Regions from separate parts of the Macaca mulatta genome. Here region 1 is linked to region 2. The links are chromatin contacts, called in public Hi-C maps. All regions are on one chromosome and are shown on one strand. Each heading gives the region's core, a stretch centred on a gene start, on an enhancer-like site or on the middle of the called end of the contact. The rest is flanking DNA. Distances are from core to core; before and after follow the strand shown. Region 1 holds the start of MAGEL2 (MAGE family member L2). Region 2 has its middle 170 kb from the start of NDN.

Evidence for each region. A called contact is a pair of places that touch in the nucleus more often than the background predicts.
Region 1: a Hi-C map of fetal cortex germinal zone shows a contact between it and region 2, with 3 times the contacts expected there. The contact joins the promoter of MAGEL2 here to the enhancer-like site in region 2. A contact is called at or near these places in 4 of 14 Hi-C or Micro-C datasets (cortical neurons, fetal cortex germinal zone, fetal cortical plate and 1 more).

What each region holds. Positions count from the first base shown.
Region 1 is chr7:6,301,458-6,306,035 of T2T-MMU8v2.0, reverse strand. It overlaps MAGEL2 (MAGE family member L2), which reads right to left and starts at 1,930. Exons shown (of 1, transcript XM_015141687.3): 1 at 1-1,930. The coding sequence starts at 1,805.
Region 2 is chr7:6,092,060-6,096,362 of T2T-MMU8v2.0, reverse strand. No RefSeq gene overlaps it. Among named protein-coding and RNA genes, the nearest start is that of NDN, 170 kb to the left of the region's middle. Within about 2 kb of position 2,957, at least 7 of the 40 cell types and tissues checked have an H3K27ac peak or open chromatin away from gene starts, as enhancers often do. A contact at or near this core is called in fetal cortex germinal zone and fetal cortical plate, where this site is marked.

The DNA of each region.
Region 1 (4,578 bases), core at 681-3,180, 210 kb before region 2:
TGCCAGATGATGGATGGGCAGTGCACAGCCTGCGGGGCAGACAGTGGGGCAGACAGCGGGGCCGGCAGCACAGGCTGGGGCACCTGCGGGCCAGCGAGCGGCGCCGCGGGTACCTGCGTAGCAGGTGGGGCCGTAGGCACCTGCGGCGCCGCCTGCACCTGCGGGGCCGGCAGCCTAGCCTGCGGGGCCTGCCGCAGTGGAGGTGGGGGTGGCAGGGCCTGCCAGAGAGGTGGCTGGGTGGCCAGGACCTGTGGGGCAGGTCGGATGGGCGGCGGCGCCTGGCGGATCAGCGGCGGGGCCTGGCGGATCACAGGTGGGGCCTGGCGGAGCACAGGTGGAGCCTGGCGGATCACAGGTGGGGCCTGGCGGAGCACAGGTGGGGCCTGGCGGAGCACAGGTGGGGCCTGGCGGATGACCGGTGGGGCCTGACGGATCACCGGTGGCGCCTGGCGGATCACCGGTGGAGCCTGGCGGATCACCGGTGGGGCCTGGCGGATCACCGGTGGGGCCTGGCGCACTGGTGGTGGGCCAGGGCGGATGGGTGGTGGGCCAGGGCGGATGGGCGGGGGCCCCTGGCGCACAGGCGGCGGCACCTGCCAGGCAATGGCTGGTGCCTGCCAGGTGACCTGCGTGGTCTGCCAGGTCAAGGGAGTGGCCTGCCAGCCTTGCGGCGTGGCCTGCCATCCTGGCGAGGTCGCCTGCCAGCCCGGGGGTGTGGCCAGCTGCGCTGGGGGTGCCTGCGGGCCCTGGGGAACCTGCGGAGGAGCCCTTATAACTTGAGACTGGATTTGCAGGATCACAGGCTGAGCCTGCGGGGCCCAAGAAGCCATCGGCTGTGCAGGTGGGGCCATCGGCTGTGCAGGTGGGGCCGCTGGCTGTGCCATCGGTGCTCCTGAAGCTGGAGGCTGGGTCATTGGAGCTCTCGCACCTGGAGGATGAATCATCAGGACTCCTGGACCTGGAGGCTTGGCCATCGGTGCTCCTGAAGGCGGAGGCTGGGTCATCACGGCTGCAGGAGGCGGCTGGACCATCGGGGCTCCCGGAGCAGCAGGCTGGACCATCAGGACTCCCGGAGTCAGAGGCTGGGCCATCAGGACTCCCGGAGCTGGAGGCTGGGCCATCGGTGTCCCCGGAGGGGGAGGCTGGGCCATCGGTGTCCCCGGAGGGGGAGGATGAGCCATCGGTGTCCCCGGAGGGGGAGGATGAACCATCGGGGTCCCAGGAGGAGGAGGATGAACCATCGGGGTCCCAGGAGGAGGAGGATGGGCCATCGGGGTCCCAGGAGGAGCAGGATGGGCCATCGGGGTCCCCGGAGGGGGAGGATGGGCCATCGGGGTCCCCGGAGGGGGAGGGTGGGACATTGGGGTCCCCGGAGGAGGAGGATGGGCCATGGGAGCTCCGGGAGCTGAAGGATGCACCATCAGGACTCCCGGGGTCGGAGGCTGGGCCATCGGGGCTCCCGGAGGCGGAGGATGCACCATCAGGACCCCGGGAGTTGGAGGCTTACCCATCGGTCCCCCCAGCGGGGGAGCCGGGACTATCGGGCCCCCCAGGGCAGGAGGCTGGGTCATCGGAACCACCGGGGCGGGCAGCTGGCCCTGTGGGGCCTCCCAGGCAGGCTGAGGTGCCTGCCAAGCGGCCAATGAAGCCTGCAAGTCAATTGGAGGTGGATCCCAAGGGACTGGCGGAGCCCGGGAGGAAGCGGGCGGGGCCCGCATCAGAACCGTAGGGCGGCTATAGACAGGCGGCTTCGGGGCCTCCGCTGGAGGACTCGAGTCACCCAGATTCTTACTTAGCTGCGACATGTCCCTTTGCTGACAGCTGGTGGGTCTTTTCCTCGGACAGCTGCTGGGCCTTTTCCTCCAGAGAGAAGAGAATGCCTACGTGGCTGTTCGGAGGCTCCCTCCCTGCTGAATGCTGAATAGGAAGTGAGTGCTGCTCGCTCCGCAGCTTTCCGCAGTAAGGAGGAGGGGGGAAGGGGGCTCAAGCCCGCCCCTTCCCCGCCCCCGACCACCACAAGTGGATATTGCATAGGGGCGTCTACCGGAGTCCTGGCTGACACAAGATCCCTTCTCACTCTGTCCAGTCCCCAAATGCAGACCAGTCAGACTCCACATGGATGAGTTTTCACAGGGGAGTGACAGGAACCGATCCATGTTTTAGAAAAATCACGGTACTGCAGTGTGGAGTGGGAGCAGACCACTGGAAACATGGAAGGTATCCAAGACCGGGGGGAGATGGTGTGGTCTGGGCTAAGATGTGAGGCGGAGAATGAGAAAAGTGCATTTACATAAGAGAGTTTCAGGAGTTATAGCAGACAGATACCTGTATTATAACCGAATAAAGGAGTCAGAGACACGGAAAAGGCACACAAGTCCCTGTCTGGAGAAAGTGGAAAGTTGCAGGACGGTTCCTCTCTTAGGGTCCCAGGAGAGGCACACGGGAAGAGAGGCTGATGAGTATTGGCAGACACAGGGCATTTGCGGTGCTGTGGGACTGCCAAGGAGAGAGCCCTGTAGGCACTCCTGTATAATGTCTTGGGAGTCCTGCTTGGCTATTCCTCATAAAAATAGAGTTGTGGGAGGGAATGTGGTTGCACTAGATCTTGAAGAACACAGGCATGTTAGAGACACATGGAGAAAAGGGATAGCAGCAAGTAGGGAGAGAGAGGAAAAGAAGTCACGGAACTGAGACATGCCACAAATCAGCGGAAGACAGAGTTTTTCGTATGGGGAAAACTGCCTGTGGAATGGCTCGGATGCGGGAACAGAGTAGGTTTCTCAGTGTTTTTCAGTTGCAGAACAGGAAAGAAATTTTTAAAATGAAAACCAAATAATGCACCTGAAGATAACAAAATGGGTATATAAATAGATCAAAAATGGATACATTTGGACATATAGGAAAAACAGGCAAACAATAACAAAATTTCTGGGGAAACTACTTGTGACAAAAATCAGTTTAAGTATGAGACAAATCAAGTATTAACAGATAAAGCAGGCGACAATAGTATTATTGGACAATGCTATACAACTTTATGGTGAGAGGAAGTGATAATCTCAGTAGTTGAAAAGTTTTCTGGAAATATACAAACTACTAAATATCAGGGATATTTCGTTTAAATAGGCTGTTGGCAGCCTAGGGCAGGAGTCCAGAGTGACAAAATGTGCCACCAGGGGGCAGATGAGGATGATGAAGGGTACACCCCACTCCTCCCCAGGTACCCTTAGCCAGGGGTCCTCAAATTTGGTAATTTATGGATCCAAGGGAAGGTATGTACACACTCCTAATGTTATTATTGCCTTAAATAATAATAGAAGAATTTGGGGGTGAAGTTTCAGTGATTTTCTGGACATTTAAGGGATGCTGTTATTCCCAGGAAACTCTTTGCAAAACAGTCAGATTTTTAAGGGTGTTCGATGATACAGTAGCCCCCCAACTTATCTGTAGTGGATACATTGCAAAACTCTTGAAGCCCGAACCTGGAGACAGCACCAAACCTTATATATACCATCTATCCCTTTCATTCTCCTTCTTCACAATTTCACGGATAGTTTTGTTTCTGCCGTATAGCTTAGCAATCTCAGCATGCGAGTTTTTTCTTTCCTTATTAAGTCAAGAACTTTCACCTTTTTCCTTCAAGGAAGCACTTCATAGCTTCTGTTTGGCATACCTAAATTGCCAGGATCACTACTCTTGCATTTTGGGGCCATTATTAAGTGAAACAAGGGTTCCTTGAACACAAACACTGGAAAACCGATGGTGGATTTGATATCTGAAGCAGCTACGAAGTGGTTAATGAGTGGGTGGTGAATACGGTAGCACTCCTGTGCCTGCAGTTTCACATTGTGTGGATTCAGTTACCTGTAATCAACTGCAGTCTGAAAAATTAAATGGAAATTTCCAGAAATAAACAATTTATAAGCTTTAGATTGCATGCCATTCTGAGTAGTATTATGAAATTGTTCTCTTTTGTCCTGCCTGGGGCATGAATTATCTCTTTGTCTAGTGTATCCATGCTGTATACACTGTCTGCCTGTTATTCACTTAGTAGCTGTCTCGGCTGTCAGATGAAAACATCATAGTACATATAGGATTCAGTACTATTTCCAGTTTCAGGCCTCCACAGGGGGGCTCAGAATATATCCCCCAAGGATAAGGGTGGACTATTGGACATCGCTCCTGTGTACCCCGAGAGAAGGCCGTCTACCATAGCACACAAAAATCTTCTGCAGAATGGATACTACCATGTTTCATGGTTTTCCTTTCTCCCTTGAGTTAATGGCCCAGATCCACATAGGATTTCTCAGTTTCATGGGGGTTTGGAAACACTGTAGAGGGACCAACTCTAAATACCTAACGCTCACAATCTGCTATTCGCAACTCTTCTACATGGCCGTTACTGGCTGGGAATGGCTTTGGAAAAGTCAGTTTATTTTTTAGCCTAGGGCATTTCTATCCTCACTAAAGCACACATTTTTTCCACTCTAATTCAAATGTATAAACTACGCAGAGATTAAGTTCTCCCACTAACCGTTTCTTTTCCCGAATTATGACAGGTGTGACCTGCAGTCCACCATG
Region 2 (4,303 bases), core at 1,708-4,207:
GCCTCTACAAATGTAATCAAAAGTGACTATAGAACAGGTTTTTTTTTATTATTATTAGTGAAATTTAAAATTGTTCTTACTTTGTAAAATATCAGCATTGTAGATCACCTCTGTGTTATACAGTATCACACACACTGTGTTTTGTTGTCAGCCATCTATTTATAGATAATTAGATCATTGCTAATTTTTCCACTATCACAATGTTGCAGTGGGACATTCTTATTCTCTCCTCTTTAAAATATGATTTATGGAAAAATAACATGGTTAGGTCTAAGGGTAGGCATATTTTACGTATTGCAAGCTGTCAAAAGTATCTCTCCCAGAAGATGCTTGTCTCAGGTCCGATGAACAGAACCAAGGCTCCCGGGTAGCCTTGCCCGGATCTCAAAAAGGGAACTACAACCCCTGCCAGTCTCCGTTGCTCATTCTAGGCAGCTAATCCCTCGAAGCCCTCCCTGGCTGTGGGACAGAAGTGGACTTCTGAGGACAGGCTATGTGATTCAGACATGTAGAGACCAAAATACTAAAACGGAGGCCACCAATTGTGAAATCGAGGCCTTCTAGGGAAAAGAAGTTCATGCCCAAATGTGTGCACTTTTGGTTCCAGGGAAGCAAGCTTGGTGAACATCGTGTAGGATGGCTTCCTGAGGCAGGAGGAGGAGAGCGGCAGCAAGCCTGCACGTCCGGCTTCTTGAGTCGTCTTTCTGGTGCCTGTACAGACTTCATCATTCTTTACAAAGTCTTCATTGTGATGGCATTACCCTCTTTGTGCACACACACACACACACACACACACAAAAAGAGTTTGGGAAGATTATTTCTGAGCCTAAGAATTTTGCTGGGCCACTTTTTTCTTTTGCTTTTTCTCCCAACCAACTCACGCTTCCTAAACTGTCATTTCATATTAAGTGTCTTAACCCTGAGACCTAAGTATTCACTTACATATTTAAAAATATTTCTCAAATACCCCCTACATAGGAAGCACTGTCCCAGGAGCTTGGATATATTAGTGTGCAAAATAAAGCGACCTGATTTCATGGAGTTTACAATCAGAATTTATATTACTATGCATTTATATTTTATGTATATTATATCGTAGGTAAGAAGGCAATGAGAGTGGTGAACAAAGTGCATGAAGGTAAGATGACTACAGAGCACTTGATGCCTCAGGTTTCTACAGTAAATAGGGTGACCAAAACAGGATTCAGCTGAATTGAGTTGTGAGCAAAAACTTGAAGGAAATGAAAGAGTTAATCAACAGATGCAGAGTGGAGTGTCCTAGGGAGGGCAAAAGCCCTACAAGAGAGCTCATTTTTCAAGGGGACTGCAAGGAGGCCAGCATGGCCGGAGTCATTCTTAGTGCTCAGGGCATGCTGAGGAATCTGGCTTCCGCTCTGAGCCGAATACATGGCCATTGCAGGGTGTGAACAGAGAGGTTGTGCATGGTCTCATTCTCATTCAGCTGTATGAATGATACAGCTAGAGGGAGGGGCAGGGGTGGAAGCAGGTAGGCATTTTCTGAAGCTCCAGGGAGAGATGATGAGGCTCCGATCAGGTTTCACCTGCGTCAGATTCCGTCTTCCTGCCATTCAGTCTGATGAAACTGTGTGGTTATGCGTTCCTGATAGAGGTGTGAAGAAGCAATCTAGGGAAGCTCTCCCTACAGTCTGAGAGAAACCCTATACCTTAAGAAGTATTGAACTGGCGTGAGAAATAGGAGCTTTGCTGTGTTATCCCAGATCTGTGCTTTCCAGAGAAGTCTTGTTTAGCTGGGTCTCTGAGAAAGGATGATGAAGGTGTGGTTTATAACGTGGCCAGTTTGAAACCAGACTGTTTAAACAGGAGCTGATTAGGGAAATGTGGTTCTTAGCCTGAGAAGAGTTAGGGAACACCAGGGTAAGGATTTAGCGAGGACACGGAAGTGGGGAGGGGACCAGCAGGGACACTCGTGCTTTCTGCCTCTCCTTTTCTTGCTCCAAAACTCTGCTTTCGAATTGAGTCTTCCCCCTTCAATAGGACTCCTTTCAAAAGTAACTAGGCCCTCCGCCTGTGCTTCTGTCTTGACTTCTTTTATCTGTGAGAAGTTAAAATCCAGAATAATCTCAGTGCTCAGTGGCTGTAGGCGTGTAAATTTTAAGAACTGGTAACAGTGACCGGGTGGGCCTATAATCCCAGCTCTTTGGGAGGCTGAGGCAAAAGGATGGCTTGAGGCCAGGAGTTCAAGAACAGCCTGAGCAAAATAGTGAGGGCCTCTTCTTCACACAAACAAAAATAATTAGCTGAGTGCAGTTCAGCTGCCTGTAGTCCCAGCTACTCAGGAGGATGAGGTGGGAGGATGGCTCAAATCTGGGAGTTTGATGCTGCAGGGAGGGAGCTGTGATCCCATTACTGCACTCCAGCCTGGGTGACACAGCAACCTTGTCTCTAAGGTTAAAGAAAAAGAAACACGGGTAACCCATGACTTAGGAAACAGAAAAGGCAAAGCCAGTTGCAGGCCCCTAAGATGACATCTCTAGTAGGAAGAATAAGGAGCTTTGAAGAATTCAGAGTGAAAAGAGAATCACAACCCAAGAAAGCCCTGATTCAAGAAATCTGAGCCGATCTGACCTCGGCCTACTATCAGCACACTTTCCTGTTCTAAGATCTGTCCATCTGAGGATGGGGACAGGTGCTTAGGTGATGTCGCAGCAACACAGAACGTTCAAGCCACATTTGCATAGGGAAACTGGTCGCACAGGGCCACCATTTTGCAGGCCTTCATCCACCAGGCCTCAGCTAGTGTCAATCACCTGGAAGGAGAGGTGGGAGGAAATGGGTGGAGATCGGCTAATAGCACAGAGGCAGGGGGGCCTTCTGGCGCATGCGCAGTCTCTCCACCGCACTGCAGGGGTCGGCTTCAGGAGGGAAGGGGTTTCTGGGCGCATGCGCACTCTTGATACACTGCAGGGGCTAGCTTTGCTCGAGGAGGGGGCTTCCTGGCGCCTGCGCACTATTCTTACAGCATTGCAGAGTCCACTTTGCGGCTGCGCTAGTTTGGCAACTTCCAGAAAGCTCCAGGGCTGGGAGGGGGGATCAGGAGGGGGTATTGGCCTGTCATTCTCTCCTCCAGCTCCTCCCTCCCCTGGAGCTCTCAAGCCACAAGTGTTCTTTTTCTGATTTGTTACTGCGCCTGTAGGGAGCAACCAAACCACACAGGCATTGCCCAGTTCTGTTCTTTGACAACATCTAATTGGGAAGTTTGTTAGGACTTGGAAGTACGCTGTGCGGGTCACCAAAGTAGCATTAGAGTCAAATAACAGACCCTAATTTTGGAAAGAGAGCAGCTGCATGAAGGCAATGTGGGCAGATTGACAGGCTGGAGGTGAGCCCTCCTAGGGAAGCCTCACCACTGCGTCTGAGCCCTGCGCCCACCGCCTTCTCTTCCCCGGGGTCTCCATCCTTAGTGGCCAGGGCTGATTGAACTTTAGAAACCAGGTGCCTAGTCCACTCCTGCCCTGTCAGTCAGAAATTCAAGGGGTGGACCCGCCGATGTCTAACAAGCCCTGCGAGTGATTTTGATGCCTACACTGAGCTAGACACTGGGGCGGGGTGCTGACACGAGGGCAGGAGAGCTTGTGGTGGAAGCAGCCCAAAGAAAACTAGAAAGTTTTCATTTCCAGGATCTCCCTCTGAAGAGTCTCCCCTCCCAGCCTGGCTGAACTCCTGCGCTTTCTGAGAGGCAGCAGTGGCAGGAGAGGGACAGTTGCCTGTGTGAAGCCTGTGTGCTAGTGCCGTGTTATGAAGTCTCTCTTCTATGTCCATCACGGCTGTATCAAAAGTGAGGATTCTGAGGGAGATTAGGAAGAGGCGATGCATTTTTGAAGGCCTCTGACTAACTGCTCATTCTGTTCTGCTCTTTCCTCCGTGCTCTAACTGTGGCATTTTGCCTTATTATCACGTCTTTTCCCTCATCTAAGATGTGGGTTCCGAAAACAGAAACTGGGAAGACTCAAGGACATTACAGATGTAACCTTACTGAACCTTAATGTCCTTACTGGACATTACAGATGTAACCTTACTGAAGTCCCGAGTAATTTAATGAGCAGAGATGTGACTGTGTCCTTGAATGGGGGAAATGAAGAGAAAGACACGAGGTGGAACCAAATAAAGTCATATCCCCAAGTATGTTCCTGCTACACCATTTGGTAGGTTTTTACAGTCACCTGGGCAAGAGATGATAGTTGCTTGAATTACTTTAGGGATGAAAAGCACATAGATTTGTTATTCTTTTCAAGGTAGATAGAATTTGAAATAGGAGAGTAGG